Regions from separate parts of the Mus musculus genome. Here regions 1, 2, 3, 4 and 5 are each linked to region 6. The links are chromatin contacts, called in public Hi-C, HiChIP or PLAC-seq, Micro-C and promoter capture Hi-C maps. All regions are on one chromosome and are shown on one strand. The core of a region is the stretch at or near the end of the contact, and the rest is flanking DNA. Distances in the headings are between cores, read along the strand shown. Region 1 holds the start of Crhr1 (corticotropin releasing hormone receptor 1). Region 2 overlaps Arhgap27 (Rho GTPase activating protein 27). Region 3 has its middle 26 kb from the start of Crhr1. Region 4 holds the start of Nsf (N-ethylmaleimide sensitive fusion protein). Region 5 holds the start of Arhgap27 (Rho GTPase activating protein 27). Region 6 holds the start of Rprml (reprimo-like).

Region 1 (2,844 bases), core at 23-2,522, 480 kb before region 6:
CTTAGATCTTTTGAACGCAATCGCCTTTCCTGGCCACAGTTAACCCGGTGCTTCGGCTTGTGGTTCAGGAGGTCCATGTCAGCCCTGAGCGGTCCGGAGACCCAGGCATGGCAATTGGGGCTGCCGGGCGGCAGCGCCAGGCCCACTCACCTTCTCCAGCACCAGGGCTGAGGTGCTGGTACCCAGTGAGCGCGCGCGCTCCGGGACGCGCCGGCGAAGTGGCGCCTGTCCTTAGGCTGCGGGCCTGGCTGCGAAGCACCTAGCTCTTCCCGGGCTCTGTCCACCCCCGCGCAGCCCCAGATCGCCCCCAACTTTAGCCAGTAGGCACTGTAAACGCCTTCTGAAGACTTTCTGAAACTCCGCTTCTCCAGCCCGGTGGCAGGAGCGAGCCCAGTGAGAGAATGCGTTGCGCTCCGGGGGGCTGTGGCACCCCGGAGGATCGGCCGGACACTGGGGTGCGCGCACCATCGCCTCTCAGAGATGCTAAGTCGATGAAGGGCCGCGACTCGCGGGCCGCATCTATCTCCGGAATCTGAAGCTTTCTACGGAGGAAAACCGGCAGGAAAGAGCGCCTGAGACCGGGACAGGGCCGGCTCGGAGGGTGTCCAGCAGGGACAGGATCCCATCCAGAGCCTTAAGGGGGATGGCGCTTCGGCCCCAAAGATTGCAGCGATTCTTCGCGCAAAGCCGGTTCTTCGAGTGGGCGGACCCCCTCCTCCTCTGGCGCCGCAGCGGTTTCACCATCACCCATTCTTTTTCCACCAGAGTTGTCCCTCTGTCTCCGAAGCCCGGCTTTAGAGGTCCAGGTAGAGGACGTCAGGTTGAACCCCAACCTCCCGGGTGGCGCCGGGTTCCCCGATCCTCTCCTCCGGCACCCCTGCCCACGCCTGTCCCGCGCTCGTTCGGCCCGGAGCGCCTCTGATTACCCGGAGGTCGGTCCTCTCTTACCTTCACGAGCCGGAGCTGCGGGCGCTGTCCCATCCTCGGGCTCGCTCTGTCAGCGTCCTGGATGCCAGGATCGCTCCGACATCCCAGAGCGAAGAGCGGGCGGCTGCGGTCTCCGTTGGGCGGCCAGTCTCCCGGGTCGCTGAGCTGCTCCCAGGCGCCCGGCTTCGCACCCTCCCGCCCCGCCCCACCGGCAGGCTCTGGCTCGCCCTGCGCGAGCAAGTCTGGTCGCCTTCTCCCCACTCAGCTGGGCCCACAGCTACCTCTCTCCTGCCTGGATCCCGCCTAGCCCGGTCGCCTCCCCCACGGTCCGCCTGCCTCTCGCCTCTGCTCCCCGCCCCCTCGCCTCGTGTCCCCTCCTCTTTCTCCCTCCGCTCCCCTCCTGTCCCTCCTCCGCTCCTCGCCCCTCCGCTGGCTGCAGGCTCCGGTCTCCTCGGTCCACTGCCCAACCCCGGCCCGGATCCCCGCACCCTGGCCGTGCTGAACCCCCTCTCCCCGCACCCCGGCTTGCGGCAGTGCGCGGGGCGCACAGGCGGCGGCGGCTGCCACCGCAGCTAGGGAAAAACCGGGGATCCGGGAGGCGGCTGCTGGAGAGCAGGCAGCCTTTCTTCTCTAGCCTCCTGTGAGGCTGGATGTCCGGACCAAAAGAGTCCGGGGGATCCCGGGGTACTTGTGGGGCTCGGGGGGCGGGATTTAGAAGGCTAGTAGGCGCTGGGGAATAGGGCGATTTCCACAAAACTCAGCCTGCGTGGAAAAAGAAGCTGAGAACTACATTTGGGTGGTTCCCGCCCTGCAGCCATCCAGGAGGTTCACCTCCGCCCCCAATTTAGTGGGGAGGGGAGGCCGGGCCCGAATCCCCCTCCCGATCCGCGCGCCTTTGGCCTAAACACACCTAGGATGTGCTGGGACACTGATGCTCTGCGGCGGGAACCCTTCCTTTTTGAATCCTTCGTTCGTTCGTTCACTCATTCATTCATTCGTTTTTGGAACTGAACGTCTGTCTTTTTGGTCCAGGCCCCAAGATAAGTGGTGACAGCGGACTGGGCACCTAGTCTGTAAGGAGGGGAAAGCAGGGCGCGCATTGCGCCGCAACGCTGTGGACGCAGCTGGGAATCCAGCCCGAAGGGCGTGGAGGGGGCCACAGCGCCCCCTCTTGGCCAAGCTCTCGGGGCTGGAGCGGGCTGTCCCGCCAGACCTCCGGGTCTTCGTCTAGGTTGGCTTTCTAATTCCACTTCCAGCCTTAAAACCAGCTCTCGCCACCTTCAGGCCAGTTAGGTGGATTGTTCTTTTGATTTCCTTCCCCCATCCCCCTTTCCTTCCCCAGCGAGAGATAGAGAAGGAGAAAAGGAGTGTCGGGGTAGAAACATCTTCACCTCTCAGGTCCGGGTCTCCATCTTGAGTACACAGAAGCACAAAGAGAGAGGCAAGGTCCTAGTGGGGGAACCAGCTTATTTTAAAATGTAGCGGAGCTTGGCGACTCTGGACACTACTTTGTGCAACTCCCCTTCCTTACATTGTGTTCTCAGCACACTGGACAAGATCCACAGCTTAGAGGCCCAGGCAATAGTCATTTTGGAGCTGGAGTTGCTGTAGGTCATGTGACAGTTTACTAGTGAGGAAACTGAGGCACAGGGGAGCGTGGATTGTCCAAATCCCCACAGTTGGCACCCTCCTTCCTAATTCCCAACTCAGTGTCCCTGGCGGTCTTGGCTCGGATGGGGTAGGGGTGCAGAGTCGGGCGGATCATTGATTAAACCCACTGGTCACATTGGCTTAGCCATTGTGCATGCACAGTTCAGTGAAGCAAAGTCCTGAAGTCTTCAGTTCAAAGCAGTGACTCACATCAGTCAGCCCCAGAGAGATGGATGTCTGGACATACTAACCAGACTGCCGACTTAG
Region 2 (3,024 bases), core at 154-2,653, 320 kb after region 6:
ACTGCCACCTGCTGACTGAGTTCGGTCTGTGACAGCCTCACCCTCGCTCAGCCCCGGAGGCCTGGAAAGCGACTTGAGCAGAGTCCGGCACAAGCTCCGTAAATTCCTACAGAGACGACCCACTCTGCAGTCTTTGCGGGACAAGGGCTACATCAAAGGTACCTGCAGTTCGCCGGGATCCGGGCTCAGGTGGCGCGGGGCAGGGCAGCGCTGACCAACCTCTCCCCCAGACCAGGTGTTTGGATGCGCGCTGGCTCAACTGTGTGAGCGCGAGAGGAGCCCTGTGCCACGCTTCGTGCAGCAATGCATCCGCACCGTCGAGGCCCGGGGTATGTATGCATGCGCAGACAAGGCAGCGCCTCACGACCGGCTTTTAGGGAGCTAAGGGTGGAGACCCCCCCCCCCTGGGTGAGCACAGGGTCAAGAAGAAGGAGCCGGAAAAACTCCGAGTATGAAAACCCTGAGTAGAAATCGTCAGGTGCCCCAGTCCTTCCAGGGTCAGCCATTTCCTTTCCCGCAGGGCTGGATATTGATGGGCTGTACCGCATCAGTGGGAACCTGGCTACCATCCAGAAGCTGCGCTATAAGGTGGATCACGGTGAGGCCTTTTTCCAGTCCCTGCCCTGGGGCCTGGAGGAATGTGGGGGTGCTGACTGCCTCTCAATCCCCTGGGCCCTTCCCTGCGGCAGATGAACGCTTGGACTTGGACGACGGGCGCTGGGAAGACGTCCACGTGATCACGGGTGCCCTGAAGCTCTTCTTCCGAGAGCTGCCGGAACCTCTCTTCCCCTTCTCGCACTTCCACCAGTTCATAGCAGCCATTAGTGAGTGGCTTGGGAAAAGGAGGGATGGGGAGGCTGGCCCGCTTTCGTTACAGCCAGCAGACCATCTCTGGTCCCTTCTTTCACTCAGAGCTGCAGGACCCAGCCCAGCGCAGCCGCTGCGTGCGTGACCTGGTGCGCACGCTGCCAGCTCCCAACCAGGACACGCTCCGACTGCTCATCCAGCATCTCTGCCGGTGAGCGAGCCGTATTTCCTGGGGCAAAAGAGGAGGGCTAGTCGTGGCTGGAGCCCATGTTGAGAGACTCCCCAATCTCTAACCTCTTAATCCCACCAATCCCACTGCAGGGTCATCGAGCATGGCGAGCAGAACCGTATGACTGTGCAGAATGTGGCCATAGTGTTCGGACCCACGCTGCTGCGGCCAGAGATGGAGGAGGCCAGCATGCCCATGACCATGGTGTTCCAGAACCAGGTGGTGGAGCTCATCCTACATCAGTGCGCGGACATCTTCCCACCGCACTGACTGTGGACCGTGGGTTAGCTGGAGGCCGTGAGGCTGGACCTCCTCTGAGGCTCTCCGCTTCCCACCCCCGCTGCACTGTGACTTCAACGCCCTTCCATTCAGAGGGTACAGTGACCCCTGGTGGGCAGTTCATGAAATGTGATTTCTCCCTCTCGCGTCCCCATTAGGGCCATTTCCCTAATTACAGCGCCGCCTATTGTGTGGATGTGAGAACGTGCCTGGTGGAGGGAAATGAATGTCTTTCTAGTTCCACCACCACCACCCACCCACAGCTGGGAGAGGGGATTTTGGTGAGGGCGTTCTGGTTTCCTTAAGCCTGTACCTGTCCAGGCCTTGGTGGAGACCCTGTAGGCCCCATGCTACGCAAGAGGTCATGAAGCAGCTACTGACATTGTCTCTGCTGCCAGGGGAGGACTGACCCTGGCTGCCAGCCCAGGCCACTGACTGCCTCCCTCAGCCTTCTGCTCCAGTGCCACCCTGATGCAGGCCTCCTGAGAACTTTTCCGATGCTTCCCTCTCTCCTTGGGCCACACCCGCTCTCTACAGACGTTCTTCATACTAACCACATACCAAACCTGGCAATCTGGGGCTTGCAGAAGTCACAGTACTTCAGGGGTCCATAGGTGATCTGATTCCCTGCAAAGGCTATCCCCACAGCAAGCCCAGCTTCTAGAAGAGGGAGTCACGCCCCTGCCCCACTGCAGCACAGCCTGTAGGTAGACCAGAGTAAATGCTGGAGCACTTCGTGTAGGTTAGAGGTTGGGGGCCCCCCGAAGGCAGCAGGGAACCTACCACAGCTGTTTGGGGGGGCAGCATGAATAGAAGCCTCCAGCTGCTGTCTACACCCTGGCTGGGTGCCTACCTAAAGCCCCCAACCACTGTCTACATCCTGGCTGGCTGGATGCCTACCTGGTACCCACTTGCCATGCAGAGGCCTGTCCGGGAGGTCACAGCCTTAGGCAAACAGTTGAACCTGTGTCAACTGCCCGCTTCCTCCCTCGTGCACCTCAATCTATGGATCTGAGCCCCCAGCTCCACCCACCCCCACTGACTCAACAAACAATAATAGCTAATATTTATTGAGCATTCAGACTATGCCAGCCTTTCCCACAGGCTTCTCCCTTGGTTTCATGCAGTCCATATTTATTGTGGGTCCTCATGTGCCTGGCACTGTGCCCTGGGGCAGGGGTTCTACGCATGCGTTCTGGAGCTTGGGGCTCCCAGTGAGTACGGCTGATGCAAGCCCAGCCCTGATGGTAGCAGGGCGCAGAAGAGAACAAATAGAGGCCTCTTGCTGTACACCTATATATTTAAAGTCCTAAGGCAAGCTAATGACTAACTGTTAAATAAAATGTTTATTCTCCTACTTTGGCGAATGTACTCTGGTAGTAGCCTGGAAGACTGGATTCTAGCTTAAACACCTTGGACTCTCAGCAGAGCGTTGTAGGATGTGGAAAGCTACTCTGAACCTCAGCCTGCCTCAGTGTACAGCTGAGGAGGGCCTTGAACTTCTGACCATCCTGCCTCCACCTCTCAAGCATTGACATTGCATCATCAGGCTCAGCTGACACCTTTCCTTCCTTCCTTCCTTCCTTCCTTCCTTCCTTCCTTCCTTCCTTCCTTCCTTCCTTTTCTTTCTTTAAAAGATTGATTGATTGATTGATTGATTGATTGATTGATTATGTATACAGTGTTCTGTATGTATGTATGTATGTATG
Region 3 (2,965 bases), core at 70-2,569, 460 kb before region 6:
GGGACTTGGGTTGTCAGGATTGGTGGTAAGTGTCTTTTTGCACTGTGCAGTATTGCAGGCCCAGGACCAGAAATGATAGCGAAGAGGAACCTGAAATCTCTTGAAGGATCCAATGTGATCATCCAGGCCTTGGGATCCACTCATTTACACACAGTGGAGAGAGCCTGTTGCGTATTCAGCCCTGAGCTCACATTTCTGAGCAGCCTTCGCTGAGTGAGTTAGCCTCTCTGACCCGCATACTGGCATCTGTCTTGAGACAGTGAGATTTACTTTGGTGCACAGTCAGCATTTAGCATAGTGTCAGGCATATCCAGACCCCAACGAACAGGGAGCTGACCTGCAGCGATCGCTACATCATTAATTATTAGCATTATCACTGTGCGCTTTGGCACAGCCCACTCCGAGGACTGCAGCTCTGTGGGGTTTGTTTCTGGCCTCTGGTTCCGAAACTGGGCACTGGAAGAGGGTGTCTCAAGTTGAAAGTCAGCTAGATAAAAGGCAGCAATGGGGCTATTTGCTGGATGCTGGGCTCAGTGAGAGTCAAAGCTCTGGGGAAACCAGTGAGATGAAAGCAGATCTGAGCGCCGTAATAACATTACCCAGACACAGCAGCATCTGCTAAACTCTCTTGCTCACTCCCCCCAGGAGACTCCAGACACAGACACTCCAAAGAGGCTGCAAAAAGCCTTGGGACAAGGAAGGCACCATGGGGAGGGGCCAACATGACATGCAGCTGGTGTCCCTTTAGAGCCACTCCTGAGCAGGTCCTGGGGAGAAGCTACATCTATCTCAGTGAGTGTCAGGACTTGGTGCCAATGTGGTCTCCTTCTAGGTGGGCTCAGGGCTTCCCTGAATATCCCTGTCTCTCAGGCAGCTCCCAGCCCTGCTGTGACCTGCTGTTCATGTGCAGAGAACAGTGACATAGGCACCCCATCCTGCTCTCAATCCTGCATAAGCCACACTTCAGTCTTTCCTGTTCCTCAAAGCCACCAGAAGACTCTGACCCCAGGGCCTTTGCACTAACTGCTCAGTCTTCAGATCTTCGAATTCCCCTGTCCAAAGAAAACCACTTGACTGGCCTCTCTCCTCCAAACCTACCTGTGTCTTCTATAGCATATACGCAACGTGGAACCATCTTGCTGATTCACAATTAACTCCCTCATTACCTGCCTCCTCTGGCAGGAACGTAGCTCCCATGCAGGCATGACTATCTGTGTCATTTACCCTCTTATCTCTTGAACCCAGCATAGCTTCCAGTGCCAATGAGAGCTCCATGCAGACTGTTGAATTTTAATTTTCTCCTCATCTTGAGCCTTAGCAGCTGGCACAGTGCCAGGAACCCGAGCGCTGCTTAAAGCATGCTGCTTAGTGAATAAATTATACCCTCCAGCCCCTTCAGAACTGGCTCCTTCCCAGGAAACCTTCACTACAGTCTTAGAGCTAGAACCTGGCTTATTTGACAACATTTATTGAACAGCTATTTAGTTCCAGTTTCTAAGCTGGGTTCAGGGGCTGCTGTGGGGTTTGTTTCTGGCCTCAGTTAGAGGAGGGGAGGATTTCTCAGCAAGGTTAGAGGAGGGGTTCCCATGGAGGTATTATGCTCACGGAACTTCTATCCTTCATCTCAAGCCTTCTCTTAGATCCTGGGGTGTTGTAGCATGCCCAGCAATGTGGTTCAAAGTGTGGGTTTTATAGGTTTGTTGCCTGGCTTTGGTTGTTGGAGGAGGAGGTGGAGAAAATCGCTCTACTCAGGCAGGATCAAAGCTGGGGTTCAGACAACACCTCTCTCCAGCCTTGTCCCTCTGCTTCCGCCCACCTGCCATCCAGACAGCCCATAATCAGACTCCTTCATTATGAAGACTGATGTGGCCCAGACAGGGATCTGAGCGCGCTGGCTACAGCTGACTTTAATGGGGGAGGGGAGTGGTAGCACTCACAGAAACCAGAGTGACAGGGTTCTGCCTCTGTGCCTATCAGTTAGGCTGAAGCCAAAGATTCCTAGGAGAACCTGGTAGGTGGGACAACCAGCCAAATTAGCTGTCTAGAGCCCCAAGGGTGGGCTTTGAAGCATGAGAAGCAATCCCAGAAACGAGGCCAGGCCAGGAGGCCAGGAGGAAGAAGGAAGGGGCCAGAAAAGATGAGAGCTTTCTCTACCCAACAAGGGAGTCCTAGAAGTGTCCAGTGTAGGACTCCAGCTGTGGCGTGCTGAGGAGCCAGAAGGAATCCTAAATACAAGTTATGGCTTCTAAAATACTGCTCTCCAACTGTGGGGATCAACCCTGCTCCAGATCTCCAGGACACAGCCAATCCCCCCCTTGTGCTCACTAAAGCTGACTCTTCCTGTCCCAGGGCCAGCACACTCCTGACAACTGGAGTGTCAGCTTGTGGGGACGGCTAACTCGCCTAAGCTCGGAGTCCCCTTCTGTTTCTGTTCTCCCAGCGCACTGGCCAGCAGCCTCTGAGGACAGGGAGAAAGAAGGCTACTGCCTGCAAATGAGAAATCTCTTTCCAGAAAGTGAGGCAGGATCCCTAGGAGTTTTGTGGTCGGCAGGCCAGCTCCTCCCATTCAAGGAACTCAGGCACAGAGAATGTGTCACCTGCCTAAGGGTAGTATCAGAATCTGGGTTTTCTAGAAGCATCCACAAAAGGCCGGGCAGTGCCCAGTTCTCAGCAGGGCTTCAGGTATACCAGCTGCATAACTGAGTGGCTCAGCGGGCGAACTCCTGCCTGAATGGGTAGATAGATGGCTGACACAGTGTTTACTTTTCTTTGCTTCTTGGGCTTCCGGAGTCAGACCCCAGGACTTCATGTATATCGGGCAGTGCTCTACCACAAAGCTGTACCCCAGCCCGAGTTGTGTCATGATGTCTTTAGAAAAGAAACTAGCATGCCCCCCCCCTCAATGTTCCGTGGTGTGGTTAGCTCTGCAAACCACACCTCCGCTATTTGTGAATAAACCAGACAG
Region 4 (2,858 bases), core at 157-2,656, 300 kb before region 6:
TTTAGGTCTTACTGGTTTCACTGTTAGGTATGTTATATCAATGAATTTAATAATCTTTCAGATGCAAAACTTGAGTAGAATTTCAATGCTAAGATGATATAAGAACGTAGATCCTGTACAGAATTCTTGGAAAGAGAGGTAACTCTTGAGCAAATATAATTTTTGCTTAGTTCTGAGTCCTTTCTTAGAGACACTCATTACAGTGAAGATATTGATAGTGTGAATGGTTCTGACTTACTGACTTACCAGTTACTAAAAACTGGTCCCTATCTTGACCACCCTAGCATAGGAAATACCCCTGTAGCTCCCTTTTATCCCTGTCGGTGTGTACACCCTTTTGTTTGCTGTTCCCTGGGCCTGCTGAGTGCTTCTCAGGACTGATTAGGCTGCACCCCCTACCCCTAGTATCTCCCTTTTAGAGTATTTCAAGGTCTTCAGGTTTGCTCCCAGGAAGAGGTACCCATTCCATCCCAGAGACTTTCCTCTAAGAGGGTTCCTCCAACTTTACTTTTCCTTTTAGGGAGTAATCTTATTGAATATCTCATGTATTCTCATAGATATCATGTCTTATTTTTACATGTTGCATACATTTTAAATGACATTATATATTTGTAAGGGGACCCAAGAGTACTTTAGAGAAAAGTGCTGAAGAGGACATAAGGGAACGGATATGAGGAGGCTATGTCAAACATTCCTCCTTAACCCTGAAGTCCTGCTACATGCTAAAAGTCTCACTTTCAGCCTTGGCAGGACAGGGTACACCTGTCTTGTTTCCTGTGTGAGACTTTTACTGCTGTGCTGCTTATAGAACTATCTTCTGGTATTTTGTCTTATCCAAATCATTTTAGTTTTTCTGTGGCATTGTTTTTTTTTTTTTCCTGAGGACTCAAAATAGAGTTTTGAACATGCAGAGGTGGATGGCGGAATACCAATGCACGTTAAAACAAACGAACAAACAAACACCTTAAAAAAGATAGAAGTTGTGCTTATAAATGAAAATATCGAACTATAAAGCTAGCGCATATATAATTATGATTCACTCTCAAAACAAGTGTGCCTGCAAAGAAAAGCTCGGATTCGAATAGAATCCGAATTCAGAACCAGCTTTTAGCTATTGCGCGCCCCCTCCACAGTCCCCTTTGGGGGAAAGGCCAGCAACCACGCGGGGTTTTCTCGGCGCATTCTGTTTTAAGAGGTCTGGAAGCAGAAAGCTAAAAGTCCATTAAAAGGCCACGTGGCCAGCTTTGTGAAAACCGGGTAGCAGTGAGGCGGCCAGCTTGTCTTCAGCCAAAATGGCGGTGCTCGGACTGCGCGCTCGCACGGGATGGGGAAGGGCGTCGGGGACGCGGCCGGGCGCGGGCGCGGCCTCCCGGCGGCTGCGCGCCTGCGCGAGGGCCGGCTGCCGGCGAGCACGCGCGCGGCGGAGGCGGGCTCAGCAGAGTGCGGAGCTGCAACCTGGGAGCCGGACGTGTCCGCGAAGATGGCGGGCCGGGTGAGTGGCGGCCGGGCAGCCCGGGCTCGCAGCGGATCGCCCGAGGTCGCGACTGCTGCGAGGTCCACGAGGGCTCCGGGGAAGGGGCGCGAGGCTGAGCACCCAGGAACGCTGAAGGAAGGGAGGTCAGAGCAACGCTGGAGGCGAGACAGTGTAGCTGCGGCAGGGGATTAGCTCTGCTCAGAAACTCTGTCCTCCCCGAGGGTTGTCTCTTCGTCCCCCGGGTCTCCAGTGCTTCCCTTGTCATCCCCTGGGGCTCGTTTCTCTCGTCCTTCAAGCATCTTGAGGGTAGTGGCCACTGGAGCCCCCCTCTGACGAGCGCTGTGTGCCCTCCACACTCCTCCGAGGGTTTCTGAGGTGGCACTGCCGGATAACCGCGGGGTGTAGTCTGCTGCAGTCAGGGCGAGGGTGTGGGAACCCATTTCTAGTTCTTCCTAAATGAATGTTATGAAAAGAGGAGGGGAGGTCTGCAAATTACTTTTACGGCTAACCTTAGACCATCTCCTGGGGAGAAACATATCAGCTGTGAAGCAGCAATGTCTTTCGTGCAGATGGACTTGGGGTGTCACGTTTTGTTTTTCTAAATGACAGTCGATTCGAATGCAGCAGGCTGTGTTGTAGTCTCAGGGATTTACATTTTACTTCCCCATTAAGCTCGTAGGACGGCGGGGTAGGATTGGGGTTGGCGAGGAGAGATGGGGCCAGGTCACTGCTGTTATTGCAGTAGGCATCAGAGCTAATATCGCTGATGGATGGATCCTGCCCAGAGATTGCCCTGTTCGAAACCTGGGGACATTAACTGCGTCATTACAGACTAACGTTGTGCTTGACTGATTCACTTACACCTGAATATTTGAATAAGTTTGCATACATGTATGCATATATGTAAATGTCCTGTCTAAAGAGAATTGTAGGTCATGAGATTCTAAAGTCCCAAAGAGACGGTAGAGGTCATCAGACTAGCTCCATCTTTTTCTCTTCCTTTTTTCATAATCCCCCTTTTATCTCAAGCTGACCCTTTTAACTATTTCAGGGTCTGTTTTTGCCTCCTCAGGAGCCCCTCTCCTGAATCATCAGCCCTTCTGGAATGCACTGGTCTCTTAAACCCTCCCTCTGCCCCCACAGACTTTTCCTCTAACCATTTTTTTTCCCCCAGTGGCAAAGTCTGGTGATTTTCTGTGTGTGTTGACTCTCATTTGCCTACCACCTGCTACCTCCTGGGCCCACCACAGTCGGACTGAAATGCATCCCTAAAATTCATGCCCATTTCCCAATCCTTGTTACACGTGATGTCTCAGAGCGTCTGACAGTGTTGCCCGTCTCCTCCTTAATGGAAGACATTCTTCCATGGCTTCAGTAATGCTGG
Region 5 (2,814 bases), core at 284-2,783, 290 kb after region 6:
CAGCAGTGCCCACACTATTGGAAAAAATGCTATTTTATGCAATATTCTGACAAGTGAGCCTTGGCAGTGCAGAGGAGAAACTGCTGCTGTGTGGTATTTGAGTGATTTTGCAGTAAAGAGCTGGCCTTTCTAAGCAGTCTTGTTTCTGAATCTCAATCATTTGGCTCTGGGGAAACACTACCTGGCTCCCCTTAGTCCTATGCACTGAGCATTTCAGGGTCCATGGAGCACACTTGCCTGACCAAGCAGCGAGGGAGAAGAGGTAAGTGAGGGAATGTAGGCTGCGGGCGCAGGTGGGTGCCTTTCTCTCTCTCTCTCTCTCTCTCTCTCTCTCTCTCTCTCTCTCTCTCTCTCTCTCAAACACACACACACACACACACCCTGTAAAAGCAGGACTCTGGGCATGGAGAGAGGCAAACAAGGAAACCGGGCCCTGGCACCTACACTCACGGATTAAAGACTCCAGAGGCCTGTCTACTGCTAGCCTTCCCCAGGAGCTCCAGGAGAAGCCCCCACCCCCACCAAACACCCCCACCCCCCACTGCCCCTGTTAGGACAAAAGAAGGAAACAGATTAATTCCTAGGGAAACCAGGTTGCAGAAAAATGGGACAGAAAAAGACAACATCCAGGGCTTCGTTTCCTGGCCTTGAGCGCCCTCAGCCAGTGGGTGGGTGCTCCTTGGCCATCTTTGAGGCAGGTTCTCAGGGCTCAGAGCAAAGGGAGAGGAACTGGATTTGGAGGTTGGGGGTGGCAGGCCCGGGGGAGGCGCCTGGCACTTGCGCTGCTGCTGCTGCTGTCTTTGGTTGTCTTTCCACCTTCAGCACAGTGCCTCTGAGGGCAGTTTCCCCTTTCCCCTGTCTAGAGGGGGATGGGCAAACTGGAGTTCTCATCCCCAGAAAGTGCCTCCTATAATGAAAGGAACAGGTTAATAAAATACATGCGCTCACCATCGTTGTGTTTAGTGTCTATTTCGTTTAACCGTCCCCACAAGCATGTAATGGGAGTAAATTGAGACTCATGGGTACTCCCATGTCTATACAGGCTAGCTTGTGGCACAGTTGGGCATCAGGTTGCTGTATGGACAAGGACCTGGCTGGCTGGCAGAGTGACTAGGGCAACTAGGAAAGGACAAAGGTAGAGTGGAGGGAAAGAGCTCACCCCTTCATTTTGTGCCTTCCCTAATGGATCCTAAGATACCCACCTCAGTGTGGACTTGTTAGTGGACAAAACTAGTCAAGTCAAAATATGGAAAAAGGAATTGGTGGAGGGCTGTCCAGCTGAACCCTTAGCCCTGCGACACTAGAGGAACATCGGCCTAGTGGGGGTGGGGGGCTCCCTTCTCTGCTCAGCGGCCCCTAATGGAGCATCTAGTTGAACCCCACTCTTTCTTGGAAGCCAGAGAAAATAAAAACTGGGTCTTGCCTTTGTCAGAAGTGTTCACAGGCACACCTCAGAGTGCTAAGGCTGCTTTCCCAAGAGGCAGGTAGTTTCCAAAATGGGAGGATCCCGCAACTGCACTTCGGCCGCCTGCAGAGTGGCCGGTGACTTCCTCCGACAAGGATGAGGGTCAGTGGGAGTCTAATCTGGTCAGAAGCTGAGAGAAACTGCCTCCCCCGCAGATCTCCATCCAGGCCCTGCCACCGCCTCCTCCCCGGAGACAGTCAGGTGTGGCCCAGGATCCTGGGGAAGAGGGGGGAGGGTGGCGTCTCTGCTCCTAGAGCGCTGGCCCGGCCCAGAGGGGACAGGAAGCCAGGACACCGGGGATTGTCTCTTGCAAGCACAGCCCAGTCCCGGCTTGGGAGGAAGTTCTGCCGAGCGCTCTCCGCCGGTTATATTGTTGAACAGGAAACAGGGCATCGCCGGAGCAGGGCTGTGGAGCAGGCAGCTCCGGACGCGGACCCCACGCGCGTCTGCCGGGACAAGTGGAAGCTAGGCCAGCGGGCGAAAGTTCTAAGGTGCCCGGGCCGGGCTGGACTGAGGGGGGAATGGCGTTGGGGAGGATGGCGCTGAGTATTGGGAGGGCGGGAAAGGTGCCCCCAGGTGGCCGTCCCCACCCTAGAGCCCCGCGCACCGCCTGCCCTTCTCGCTGCACTGGGGCTAGAGCAGTGCGAACCTGGAGGAGGGCCCGGAGGCCCAAACCCCGGGGAGGAGCTTTAGGTGTAGGGCTGCCTTCTGTCTGGGGGCGAGAGGTGAACCAGCCGAAGTCCCCCAGTGCTGACTTAGATATTGGTGACGCTATAGCTAGGGACGACCGGGAGCAGAAGATACAGGAGACCTACTGGCTAAGGGCGCCTTCCTCACCGCTCTCGCATCCCTCCCCTTCTCTTCGCTCACCCCAGATAATGGAAGGATCTGAGGCACAGGTCCTCTTGTCACACAACCGGAGACACAGCACTCCCCTGTCTGTGAGCGTCCCTGCAAAGGGACTCTAGTTTTTCCAGGCCCGGACAGGCTGCTCCCAGAGAGAGCCTCAGAGGGCGGAGGTGCTCCCGGAATGGGTAGTGCTCTTAATCTTGCTGTGAAGGGCTCACAGTTCGTGATTCAGGGAGCAAAAGGCCCCGCTCGGAATGTGCATGCCAGGACAAGACAGCCAACTCCGCCGGGCATTCCCAGAGCATCGCGCCCGCGGAACGCCAGGTCCTCTAGGACAACAAACCCCTCTGAGCGTTGAGGGGGTGGGGGGGAGCAGGGCCTACTGACTCTTGGGCTCTGCTCGCCTATCCATCAGCACCCCTTCCACTCAGCCCCTTCCCCATGCCTTTTTTTTTTTTCCTGGAGACCTCAAGGGCTCCAGCACAGACATTATGGCTTCT
Region 6 (3,204 bases), core at 481-2,980:
CTAGAGGGTGCATTTTTTTAAATGGGAGGGTCTAGTACTCAGAAGACAACTTCACCTGGAGGCCATTTTCCTCATCTTAAACACCCCAAGTCTCCTTCCAGGACAGAACTGTTCCATCCATCTACCATCCGTAAGGGTGGGGTAAAACAAGCCATTAAATGGGGCTTCTGGGCTCAGCTTGGAATTTTACTAGACCCAGCCCCATCTACCCAAATGAATTTATCTGATATGTTTATTTTATTCCCTCCCCAAAATTCTGTTCGCTTTCTTTTTCCATTTCCATTTCATGAAGATGACTAAAATTTCCAGCAATTAATCTCATTAAGTGTCTGGCTGCCCCAAAGGACCTGCCTCCTCTACAGTAGTAGTGTAGAAGAAAACAGTTCTTTGTAGGAAAAAGGAAACAAAAACACAAAAAAAGACAACAAAAACAACGTTTAAAAAAAAAACCCAAAAAGATAAAACAGTTCCTTTCTTTCTCCTCTTGGTCTGAGAACCAGGGAGCTTCAGAGCTATCTGCCCCATAGCTCCTTTAATGGACCAAACTGGGCAAGAAGTAGGTCACGGTCTCCTCCCTATACACACACACACACACAGACACACACACAGACACACACACACACACACACACACACACACACACACACACGGCACAGTTAGAATGTATAAGGAAGCCCGACGGCTATGGTTTTATTACAAAATTTCTTCTCAGACGCAATGCGAGATCAGATGCAAAATCTCAGCGATGCACCTCTTCCCTGAGCCCTCCTTGGAGCTGGCCCCCACCAACACGGCCGACATCCCCGCCATAGTTAACCTCAGCCCCGCATTGCGTCTCCCCATCCCTGTCTCCCACTCTGCCCCGAACTTCTCTTTGTAAAAAACCTGTGAAGAACCCTGCGTCCCCGGCCCCTGCTGGAGCGCACACAGGACGGAGTCTGGCATGACAGTCCCTTCGCGCACCGCCGCCGCTGAGTCCTATGGTGTCCAGACCCGGGTGGTGCGAGGTACTTCGTTGATCGCAGGCAGCGGCCAAAGCCTTGAGAAAGAGGCTCCGTAGTCTCTTCCTCGCGGTGCTTCAACTCTGGCAAGGGCGGCCGGCGCTCAGTATAGTCCCAGGATGGCGGCGCCCACGTCCTTGGAGGGCCTGCGCTCCTGCATCAGAAAGTTGATCATGCTCTCGGACTTGATGAGCAGGTTACAGCCCAGGAAGAAAACGCCGAAGACCACGGTGAGCGACAGCACGCAAAGCACGGCGATCTGCGCCACGCGCGACACCCACAGGCTGCGTTCGTCCGGCGCCAGTCCTGCGGGGACCCCGTCGCTGGCGGTCAGTGGTGCGCCGCCGGGGCAGCAGTCTAGCCACGTGCCCAGCCCGTGGCTGCGGTTTCCCAGGGTGGCTCGGGCGTCACCACCCACCTCTTCCAGGCCGCTGTGGTTCAGGAAGCTCACGTTCATGCCGGCGTGGTGCCTGGGGGGGGTCTGAGAACGCAGGCTAGGACGCGCCCGGGAGCTGGCGGCGTCCGCTCTGTCGGGGACGCCCGGGGGGTCCCTGGATTACCCTTGCGCCAGGAGGAGAGGAAGGCGGGAAGTCGCCCACGCGCGCTGCGGTTCTTGGTCCGCCTACCTCCCCAGCGGGAAACCGGCGGCCAGGAGCAGAGAGCAACAGGCGGCGCGCGAGCTTGAGAGAGCCAACAGTGCGTGGCAGTCGCCCACGGAGCTCCGAGACTGCCGTGCTGCCCCGCCCCTGGCAACCGCCGAGCTCCGCCCCGCCCCGCCCTTCCCCAACCCACTCGCGTCGCCCAAGCTGCGGGGACACGAACCCCTCCCAGCGTGCTGTCTGCGCAAAGCCCGCTGGACAGGGTCAGAGTGTTCAGGCAGCTCCTGCCCTCGGGCCAAGTAATCTTTGACTCACTCTAGGCTGTCTGTTTTGGGCCGAAAGCTGCCCCAAAGGTGCGGGTTCCCAGAACTGTGGATGGGGGCGGTCTGGAGCCTTTTTCATTCTGTTACATTCTGTGTGTGTGTGTGTGGGGGGTAGCTTTGGCCCACGGCATTGCCCACTCCAACGGGTGTGGCTCTGGGTGGCCTGACTGTGCCACATTGTCTCTGCTGGCCCCTCTCAGCTTTTCCCTGGCTGAAGGCTGTCACAGCTAAGAGCTCTTTGCCTCTTACCATGGCCCCATATGCCACCTCTTTTTAACATATTTATTAAAATTAAGTCATTTGGCGGAGTTTCTATTTTATTTATTTTATAGAAATAATCATTGTAGATCACTTAGCACGGATCAGCAAAAGTTGGGAAAAACCCTCTAAAACTGCAAAATCCTGCTGTCTGGGGTGGGCCAGTGTCCTTACCTAGGTACAACCTCCTCCTGGTTGTCTCTATTTGTGTCCGGGAATGCAGCGTCTTGCCTACTGTAGCGTACATGCTGTTTTGTACTGCAAGGATCTGGCTCAGACAGTCTGTGCTTTGCTTTTGGCACCAGAATTTCTTTAGAGAAATGCTCCTATATTCCTTTGCTCATTATTCTGCTCAGCTTAAGGCAGGGCGGGGGTGGGGGTGGGGCGGAGAGGTTTAATCTGCACTCGCAGCCCATGTCCTTGACTCTGTCCAGCTGTAGTCCAGCTGTCTGCTGCAAAAGGTAGAAGTAGAGAGTGAGTATGGGGACTTCAGGGAAACCCGGCTCCAGTGAGCATACTCAGTACACGTGGGGGCAAATGCCCTGCTCCATAAGCTCTCAATCTTTCCTTCCTGCCCCCCTTACCCTTCCATCACTCTGGGTAGATCCTGCTGGGTAACTTGGTGTGAAAGGAAGGTTGAGAGATGTTTGCCTTTGACCTGTAGTGTGAAGGTAGAGAGAGCGAGCTAGGACCCCTGGAAGCTAGCGAAGATCACCAAACTAAACACAAGCCTGGGCTCTTACCCGGCTCCCCCCTCCCCGCTCTTGCTGGGACAAGAGTCAGCCAATTGCCTATGTCCAGCTGCCTGAAGAGGGGCGGGGCAGGAAGCTTTGCGTAGAGGCAGGCAGGCCTGGGGGTGGGGTACAGAAAAGTATTCCTTGGGCTCAGCAGAAGGGAGGCATAGAGTAGTCTTAGTTTGTGGGGACGTATTGCTTTTCCTACCGTGTCCTTTGGGATTTAGGGACAAACTTAGGGATGCTGTCAGCTGCCTGCCAAGTTCAAGCCTGCTTGCTACAGGGACTG

The links. A called contact is a pair of places that touch in the nucleus more often than the background predicts. HiChIP or PLAC-seq counts read pairs in DNA pulled down with a chosen protein or histone mark. Capture Hi-C pulls out chosen DNA fragments and counts their contacts.
Region 1: a contact with region 6 is called in a Micro-C map of embryonic stem cells, with 2.1 times the contacts expected there. The contact joins the promoter of Crhr1 here to the promoter of Rprml in region 6. A contact is called at or near these places in 7 of 39 promoter capture datasets (cranial neural crest, embryonic stem cells, liver and 1 more), 4 of 484 Hi-C or Micro-C datasets (all in embryonic stem cells), 1 of 115 datasets of contacts at active chromatin or transcription factors (stem cell-derived neural progenitor cells) and 2 of 9 other capture datasets (adipose tissue and embryonic stem cells).
Region 2: a contact with region 6 is called in an H3K4me3 HiChIP or PLAC-seq map of forebrain, with 2.8 times the contacts expected there. The contact joins the enhancer-like site here to the promoter of Rprml in region 6. A contact is called at or near these places in 6 of 39 promoter capture datasets (the C10 cell line, the SN4741 cell line, cranial neural crest and 1 more), 5 of 484 Hi-C or Micro-C datasets (the AML12 cell line, embryonic stem cells, myocytes and 1 more), 5 of 115 datasets of contacts at active chromatin or transcription factors (embryonic basal ganglia, embryonic stem cells, forebrain and 1 more) and 1 of 9 other capture datasets (embryonic stem cells).
Region 3: a Hi-C map of the N1E-115 cell line shows a contact between it and region 6, with 3 times the contacts expected there. The contact joins the enhancer-like site here to the promoter of Rprml in region 6. A contact is called at or near these places in 2 of 39 promoter capture datasets (liver and stem cell-derived epiblast-like cells), 1 of 484 Hi-C or Micro-C datasets (the N1E-115 cell line) and 1 of 9 other capture datasets (liver).
Region 4: a promoter capture Hi-C map of pancreatic islet shows a contact between it and region 6. The contact joins the promoter of Nsf here to the promoter of Rprml in region 6. A contact is called at or near these places in 11 of 39 promoter capture datasets (the 3T3-L1 cell line, cranial neural crest, embryonic stem cells and 6 more), 4 of 115 datasets of contacts at active chromatin or transcription factors (craniofacial prominence, embryonic basal ganglia, embryonic stem cells and 1 more) and 2 of 9 other capture datasets (macrophages and pancreatic islet).
Region 5: a contact with region 6 is called in an H3K27ac HiChIP or PLAC-seq map of epiblast stem cells, with 5 times the contacts expected there. The contact joins the promoter of Arhgap27 here to the promoter of Rprml in region 6. A contact is called at or near these places in 10 of 39 promoter capture datasets (the 3T3-L1 cell line, the SN4741 cell line, cranial neural crest and 5 more), 7 of 484 Hi-C or Micro-C datasets (cerebral cortex, embryonic fibroblasts, embryonic stem cells and 2 more), 13 of 115 datasets of contacts at active chromatin or transcription factors (bone marrow-derived macrophages, embryonic basal ganglia, embryonic forebrain and 9 more) and 1 of 9 other capture datasets (adipose tissue).

The regions. Positions count from the first base shown.
Region 1 is chr11:104,131,209-104,134,052 of GRCm38.p6, reverse strand. Crhr1 (corticotropin releasing hormone receptor 1) reads right to left here and starts at 1,272. Exons shown (of 13, transcript NM_007762.5): 1 at 949-1,272. The coding sequence starts at 981.
Region 2 is chr11:103,331,145-103,334,168 of GRCm38.p6, reverse strand. It overlaps Arhgap27 (Rho GTPase activating protein 27), which reads left to right. Exons shown (of 18, transcript NM_001205236.1): 13 at 36-158; 14 at 231-329; 15 at 521-598; 16 at 690-824; 17 at 913-1,018; 18 at 1,129-2,685. The coding sequence ends at 1,306. Among named protein-coding and RNA genes, the nearest start is that of Arhgap27os3, 12 kb to the left of the region's middle. Within about 2 kb of position 1,403, at least 33 of the 459 cell types and tissues checked have an H3K27ac peak or open chromatin away from gene starts, as enhancers often do. A contact at or near this core is called in forebrain and trophoblast stem cells, where this site is marked.
Region 3 is chr11:104,104,860-104,107,824 of GRCm38.p6, reverse strand. No RefSeq gene overlaps it. Among named protein-coding and RNA genes, the nearest start is that of Crhr1, 26 kb to the left of the region's middle. Within about 2 kb of position 1,319, at least 19 of the 459 cell types and tissues checked have an H3K27ac peak or open chromatin away from gene starts, as enhancers often do. A contact at or near this core is called in the N1E-115 cell line, where this site is marked.
Region 4 is chr11:103,952,604-103,955,461 of GRCm38.p6, reverse strand. Nsf (N-ethylmaleimide sensitive fusion protein) reads left to right here and starts at 1,406. Exons shown (of 21, transcript NM_008740.4): 1 at 1,406-1,492. The coding sequence starts at 1,481.
Region 5 is chr11:103,362,411-103,365,224 of GRCm38.p6, reverse strand. Arhgap27 (Rho GTPase activating protein 27) reads left to right here and starts at 1,533. Exons shown (of 18, transcript NM_001205236.1): 1 at 1,533-1,956. Plekhm1 (pleckstrin homology domain containing, family M (with RUN domain) member 1) reads left to right here. Exons shown (of 12, transcript NM_183034.2): 12 at 1-950.
Region 6 is chr11:103,648,035-103,651,238 of GRCm38.p6, reverse strand. Rprml (reprimo-like) reads right to left here and starts at 1,730. Exons shown (of 1, transcript NM_001033212.2): 1 at 659-1,730. The coding sequence starts at 1,458. The coding sequence ends at 1,105. It overlaps 1700072I22Rik (RIKEN cDNA 1700072I22 gene), which reads right to left. Exons shown (of 2, transcript NR_131143.1): 2 at 2,226-2,633.